Linked DNA regions of Triticum aestivum: region 2 is linked to region 1. A link is a contact called in public Hi-C data. All regions are on one chromosome and are shown on one strand. Each heading gives the region's core, a stretch centred on a gene start, on an enhancer-like site or on the middle of the called end of the contact. The rest is flanking DNA. Distances are from core to core; before and after follow the strand shown. Region 1 holds the start of LOC123099072. Region 2 has its middle 43 kb from the start of LOC123099072.

Region 1 (3,815 bases), core at 87-2,586:
CAAAAAATGGATATATATAGACACACACTATAAAATATCAAAAGATGGAAATGGACACTCGTAATTTTGGAAACTTAACCTTTATTGTTGTTGTTGCCATTCTCCGGGTTTTCGACGGTCCACGCCACCCTTTCTATCCTTAGTACCTATTTGTTGCAGTCACTTCCATCTCCAATATTTATTATGTACATACAAGTATACAAAATGAATACGTTGAGTTGACTGGCGATACAGAAGAAGCCATATAATATAAAACAATACATTAACACACGCTTGTGGTCTTGCAACCATTAGCCACTAGTCTCTGGGTCTTCGATAGTCCATGCCACGCTTAAAACCATTACTACCAAACGTCGTTTTGCGCGCATCATCATGATGGGATCAACGAAAACAACGTGCATCTTATAACCGTCATAGCTTAGAGGAACAAACACGGGACTTGGCCTCTATAACCTCTTGAAAAGTCAAGAGACGAGTCACCTAACCATCTTGCAATCCCAAATAAAAACGAATTGGACGACTATTCTCAGGCAAAAGAAAGAAAAGAATTCAGCGACTATTCATCACTGAAATGCCCATAAACGTTGAAATGAAATGCTCCATGGAGCAAGAAAAGGTGAATGGGGAGGCGTCAAGCTCAGCCCTCGGTTCTGTTGCGGGTTGCGGGCACATTAACCTTTAGTGTTATTGCCATTCTCCGAGTTTTCGACGGCCCACACCACCCTCTATATACATGGCATTAATTTGGGATTTTACTTCTATCCGTAGTATCGATTCATGGCCATCAATTCCGCCTCCACTATACAATCAGGAGAAATGAATGTACATAGTCAATTCGATGGATGACCGGTCAGACATAAGGCGACACATAATATAAATGACACACCAACGCACGCTCCTAGTCTTGGAAGCGTTAGACTCTCCATCGTTGCCGCTATTCCCCGGGTCTTCCACGGTCCACGCCACACTAAAAATACCATTACTACAAAATGTCATTCCGCACACATCATCGTCACGGGATGGCCGAAAACGACGCGGAACTTCTAACCCGTCATGGCTTAGCAGAAGAGAAACAAACAAACAAACACGAGACTTGGCCTCTGAAACCTCCTCTTGAATTGAAAAGTCAAGAGACAGGCCACCTAACCATCCTCAAAATCCCAAAAAAAAAACTGAATTAGACAATTATTCACCATCATAGAAATATTGCTAGTAGAATATAGAAACATAAAAATAGTAAACATGGAGGAAGAAAAGGTGATAGGGAGGAGAGGGGAAGGAGGCAGGAGGGGAAGCGGCCAGCCGTCGGTCCCGTTGTGGTGGGTGCGGCTTTTACCGGGCCGGCTGGGATGGATGGATCCCGTCCCCGACCCCAACCGATTGAGATGAAGGTCCCCTCCCCTACCTCCGTCGCTCGCTCCTGTGCTAGCTATCGTGGCCTTTTATTGCCGCTCCCCTCCTCCGTCCGCCCACTCTAGTCTACTGCTCGCTCTGCTTGCTTTGGGTGCCGTGGCGTGGTGGATGCTTGGTTGGTTCCCTTCCGCTCCTTGTTGACACCCGACCCCGAGCCGCCCCACGAGAGGTAGCACAGCGAGCCAGCGGCGGGGTAGTACCACTGCCACTGCATCATCCGTCCGTGCCCAACGCCACAGGAGAGAGAGAAAGGGGGCGGTGGCAGGCAGAGGCTGCCACGCAGTGGGCGCGCCATAAAGGAGCGGGCTGCGGGCGGACGGACGGACGGAGTCCACCGAGATCCGGGAGCCAGCGCCGCGAGATCCGCTGCCGGATTCGCCGCCCGGCCGCCGCGCCTCCGCTCCGCTAAAGCTCGGTCCTTTTGGGGAACGGCGTGGTGGTGGTGGTGAACTGGTGGTGGCGCCGAGGCTTGGTCGTGTGGGCGTGCCCATGGCGCGGGCGTGCTCGCTGGACGCGGACGCGGGCGAGGAGGAGTTCTTCGACTCCAGGGAGGCCATCTCGCCGCCCTCCGTCGCCTCGCCGGCGAGCTCCGGCCGCCACAGCAGCGCCGGCGACGGCGACGGCGTTTTGCTCTGCGGCGGGGCCCTGCTCGAGGTCTGGGCCACGGGCCCCTTCAGCGTCGAGGAGCGCCGCGAGCGGTTCGTCCGCTCCCTGGGCCTCCTGGATCCGGGAGAATCGGGGCCGCGCTCGAGGCCCCGCGCCGGCGAGGAGATCGTCGTCCTGGGCAGCCCCGGCGCGGAGCCGGCCTCGCCCGCCCCTCGTCTCGCGCGCGGGGCTGCGGGGGAGGAGGAGGCGGGGGCGCCCGGCCTAAGCGGCGGCGGCGGCGAGGACGGCCTGGAGTGCGTGTTCAAGAACCTGGACGACGGCACGGTCTTCGTCGTCCACGAGCTGGGCAAGGATGGCAGCTTCCGGAGCCTCAGGGAGCGCCGCTCCAACCGGACCGTCACCGCCGCGGAATTCGAGAGGATCTCCGGCTCCTCCCCGTTCATCCGCGAGATGATGCGCCGGGTGGACGACTCCTCGGACGAGCCCTCCACCCCTGAGAAGTCCGCCGCGGGGAGGGCGAGGCGCCGGAGGAGGCTGGGCATCGGCGCCTGCGTCGTCGACGCCGAGGACGACGACGAGGCGAATTCCACCTCATCCAGCTCCTGCCGGAGCTGCGCCGGGAAGCCCGGGAAGGCCGTTGACAGGGTCAAGGTCAGGCCATACAAGAAGCGGTCAAAGGAATTGTCAGCGGTGTACAAGGGCCAGGAGATCAGGGCGCACAAGGGCGCCATTGTGGCCATGAAGTTCAGCTCCGACGGGCAGTACCTGGCCACCGGTGGCGAGGACGGCGTGGTGCGGGTGTGGCGCGTGGTGGAGGGCGAGAGGCCCGACGAGCTCGACTTCGCCGAGGACGATCCGTCATGCGTCTTCTTCACTGTCAATGAGAACTCTGAACTGGCTCCTGTCAACTCCAGCGAAGGGACCAAGAGCAAACAGGACAAGAGTTCAAAGGGGCAAGCAGATCCGGCCTGTGTTGTGATCCCTCACCGGACCTTTGCGCTGTCTCAGGTCCCTGTGCATGAATTCTATGGGCATGATGATGCCATCTTGGATCTCTCATGGTCCAAAAATGGGGTGAGTTGCAGTCCAGACAGTGTGTTTCCATGTACCTGAAGGATCTACTACAGATGTTGTTATGCTCATCTACTAAAACATCTGCCTTCGCTTGGTTTTGTGCAGGACTTGATCTCTGCATCTATGGATAAAACTGCTCGACTGTGGCGGGTCGGGTGCAATAGTTGTCTCAAGGTTTTCTACCACAATAACTACGGTAAACCCTTCTCCCCTGAACTAATGTTTCCGCAGCCTGCCGCTCCTCACCATATGATGCTGACATCAAGTTTGTTGTCTATTATGCAGTGACATGCGTTCAGTTTCACCCTACGAGTGACAATTATTTTATCAGCGGTTGCATCGATGGATTGGTTCGCATTTGGGATGTCCGTAAATGCCTAGTCGTAGACTGGGCTAATAGCAAAGAGATAATAACCGCAGTCTGTTACCGGCCTGATGGAAAGGTTCGCTTGAATATCCTTGTACTAGCCTGTTTTTACCAAGCGGCTATTTGTTGATTCACTGAGATGCTTATATTACTGCTGGTTTCATTCAGGGGGTAGTGGTTGGGACCATAACAGGAAATTGCCGCTACTACGATGCATCAGGTAATCATGAGTTGGTTTGTTTGTGAGATTTGAGTTGTACTTCCTGATGATTGGCGAACTAATGATTTTGGAAATAGTAGCTTCAGTCGACATCCTCATTTGTTTGTTAATATGTCAATATCGCTTGCTTTCACG
Region 2 (3,815 bases), core at 840-3,339, 43 kb before region 1:
CTGGTTTAAACAATGTATGGCATGGCCGGAGCCACCGTGTGACACCTGAGAAAAGGTGTTGGTATGTGGACGAAATTGTACTACGTGTTGTACACAGTTGGTGTGTGCGCTTTAACGCTTTAGTTTCCTCGTTGTGGCCACTGTATATATATCTGCTCCTGGCCGATGATTGGAGAAGGAGTAGTCTTTGTGCTAACACCTAGCATGCATACTCCGGCCGTACGCGTGTATGTTGTAGTATATCCAAAAGTAACACGTACATATCCAAAAGTAACACGTACATTGCACTACTCACATACTCCGATGATTTGATGATTCGTGTCGTGTCATCCACCTGGCTCGCATACTAGTGGTAGAACATGCGTGCATGGTTGGTAGTAGGTCGGTCGAATCGAGAGTCGAGACACCGGCCAGAAACCTGCAAAGATCGATGTTCCAAGTTTTAGATGCTTGCCTAGGTTTAGCCGGCTTTGACAACATTCTAATTAGCTCGTACTGCCAGGCCATCCAGCTTTAAGGTACGTACATGCGTGCACCTTTTGCACGGTTGTCACAACGTACGAATCAACGAATGTTCATCCACAGACTAGCTAGAGGGCAGACCAGCAGCACTGGTCAATATATGCTTTCCTCGGCTGAACTTGAGCTGCAAAACATTGCATAGTTGATGTAGTAGTTGCCACACTAGCTAGAGGTGGTACGGTGATTCTGGATTAATTACTAGGTGTAAGGGCTACGTACCGCCATGCATGCATGCATCGACATTTTGCACGGTTGATCTGAAAAAAACTATGGGTACGTTGTTGATAGTACAGTTTATTGCCTCACAAGGTGACGCTGAATTAACTAGCAGCCAGGTGTATACTCAATCACTGATCTGTTTCCAATCAATCAGTGTCTGACACGCTCACATGCCTGTTTATGAGCGGAAGCTGGAGAGCTGGACAACAGTGAGTAGATGAACAGTGAGGTTGGGGCCAAGTGAAGTGAAGCGTGGGGAAATTCGGTGACCGTTCAAAAAAAGAAGATGAAATGAAGCTGCCACTGTTGAGCTTAATTTGGATGACACCGCATGCATGCAAATGCAATCAAACAACTTTTAAATCAGGCCCCTCCCAAGCTGATGGGATGACACGTCGCCGGCCGGAGATATTAGCCCCAGGCCCCAGCTCCATCGGGCACCTCACATGCATGCATGCAGATGCGGCCCTACGAGGCGCGCGGCGATGAAGAAGATTAAACTCCAAGCCACCTCCCTAATCAACCTCTTCCGCGGCGTACGTACTACGTCCACGCATGCACGTACGCAGAATCGAATCGCGTCGCAGATCCCATCTTATATGGCTAAACAAGAACCTTAGCTAGGCATAGTTCGCCTTAGTGCTCACATGTGCGCATGATCAATCACCACCTGGTTAAGCAACCTTTGTTTACTGGTTTGTTAAGAGGGGATAAGCGACCGAAAGGTGCTGGAGCATTACGCACTTGCCAAGATAGGCGTTACTGGGAAAACATTATGCGCGTACGGTGCAATTGCCCTTGATCTTCATCAGTTAATTATATATTAATCTACTAGTACTAGTAGTACTCTCTTGCCATGCAAGCGCGAAGGTAACATTAGTACGTTAGTGGAACCATTAGCTTATGTAGAAGCTTAGAAAAGCATTAGTTAGAACTCGGAACATGCATGATTGCAGTACGGCCGTGTGCGGTGCAAAAGGTAACACAAAGAAGTTGTGCTGAATAAAAGTAAGTTGTTGGCCGGTTACATCGATCGACGGTCGATCGATAACAGCCGACACTACTGAAAGCATGCGATGGAGTTAAAACAAGAGATTAATGAACAAGCTAGTGGCGGCAAGGATTTAAGCCAAAAAAAAAAAGAGGAATTGAAGAGACGCAGCTAGCTGAATCATTTCGTTACGGAAAGCAGTCGTTGTTCCTGCAAGGAAGGAAGGCCGGGTAGACGACGACAGCGAACGAACGGTCAACTTAATTAAGAGCCGCCATGACATGACACGTCAAGTCAAATCCTTCCTGGATTTCCGACGAAGCGATGTTCCGATCGGTCAAAGCTAACCCGTGGCTACCTCTCTGTTTGGTACAACTAACTGGCCTTAGCCTTTCACAAGACCGACCTCGATCGTACTCGCTTAGTTATAGCCAGCGGTTTCACACCGTTTGAACGGACGGCCGGTCGACCAAGCAGCCGTGACTCTGGCTTTTTAAAAATGTCGTCCTGTTGAAACACAGTCGCTGCCAGCCAAAGATATCTTCGGTCTATCACTAGGCGAATCAAGCCTCCCTCTAGGCTCGCTAATTTTTTTTGAATAATACATTTTTTTTATTAATTTGCACAAGTATTACGCTGAAAAAATAATTTTTAAAAATAATACACCGTCGGCCCGCTGCAGGCCGACTGGGCCTAGTCAGCCCACAGCAGGCCGACTGGGCGTACTCGGCCAGTAGCAGGCCGACAGCTGGCCCGCCTGCCACTTGTCGCACGCGCATTGGGCAGGCCACGTCGCGGGGTGGGGAGAGGGAGCTGTCGGCGCGGCGGTCACGGGGTGAGCCCCTGTCAGCCTACTGCGGGCCGATCGGCCAGCTGCGGGCCGACAGGGTGCGGCCCCACCTGCAGCACGCCCGGCTCCCTGCGGCTCGAGCATATCTGTTCGCTATCCCACTCGAGCATATCTGTTCTTCCTCTGTTCTTTCCTTCTCCCTTCTGTACACGAAAATGCCTTCAATTTCTACACCTAAATGAGCCAGTTTTTTGCGGATTTGGCACCGTGAATGGATTCAACTTAGTTAGGGCAGCCAAAAGAGTCCTCGATCTACTGATGGGGTAGCTCGTGGTGGTCGTGGTGAGCATTTTGGTAGCTCGTGGAGGTGAAGGTGGTGGTGGTGAAGTTGGGGCGGTGTGGTGGAGGTGAAGCTCGTCGTTCGTCGTTCTTCGTTGGAGGCGGAGCACCGGCAGTTTGGTGGCCGCCGTTCGTCGTTCTTCGTTCGCACGCACGCTTCAAGGGTATATTTTAGCAAACATTTTATTTTTCGTAGGTGCTCCGGTAGTATTTGTTAATATGTTTGGATGTGAAATAAATTAGGTGTGCGATTATTGTTATTTGCCCCGGTAGTATACGTAAATATATTTAGATGTCAACTAATTATTTACGTAAAAATGTGTAGTTGCTCCGGTAATATTCCGTACTATATGTGGATGTGAAGTATTTAGGACTGTCAGTATTTGGAGTAGCTCCGGTCAAATCCGTAACATAGGTAGTCAAATATTAAAATCTGTAAATATTTGTAGTTGCTCCGGCAAATATTTGTAATATACTTGTAGGTGTGTGAATTGTATTAGTTGCTCCGTTAATATTCTGTAATATATATATAGACATGTCTAATATTTTTTAGTGAATTGTATTTCGTTGTTGAAAAAAATAGGTAGAGAGTGAATTGTAGGTGTGTGAATTGTATTAGTTGCTCCGTTAATATTACGTACCTCCTCATAGGTCCTTTCAGGCCAAGGCCGGCGGTGACGGCGCTGTTATGCGGCATTCCCTTCTTGAAGGCATCGCCGAGGAGAAGTTCAAGGCCACCATCTGCTATCTCCGGGGGAAACCCTAGATCAGTAAATCGGATGACGGCGGCGCTATTTTGTGTCGTTTCCTCTCGGGGGCGTCAGTCTTGGAGGTGTTCACGGGATCGAGGGACCAGTGGGCGGCTTCTTTGGTGGAGCGGTGCTTCATCTTAATCATTGATGGCAGCAGGTCTCGGCGGCGTGGTGCAGTGGAGACTTGGCGCCCGATGCGCGG

The links. Hi-C and Micro-C count contacts between places; a contact is called where the count stands out from the background.
Region 2: a Hi-C map of leaf shows a contact between it and region 1, with 1.8 times the contacts expected there. The contact joins the enhancer-like site here to the promoter of LOC123099072 in region 1. A contact is called at or near these places in 2 of 5 Hi-C or Micro-C datasets (leaf and an unstated tissue).

Annotation. Positions count from the first base shown.
Region 1 is chr4D:503,925,352-503,929,166 of IWGSC CS RefSeq v2.1, reverse strand. It overlaps LOC123099072, which reads left to right and starts at 1,336. Exons shown (of 7, transcript XM_044521203.1): 1 at 1,336-3,093; 2 at 3,199-3,289; 3 at 3,379-3,536; 4 at 3,629-3,680. The coding sequence starts at 1,903.
Region 2 is chr4D:503,968,920-503,972,734 of IWGSC CS RefSeq v2.1, reverse strand. No RefSeq gene overlaps it. Among protein-coding and RNA genes, the nearest start is that of LOC123099072, 43 kb to the right of the region's middle. Within about 2 kb of position 2,089, at least 1 of the 8 cell types and tissues checked has an H3K27ac peak or open chromatin away from gene starts, as enhancers often do. A contact at or near this core is called in leaf, where this site is marked.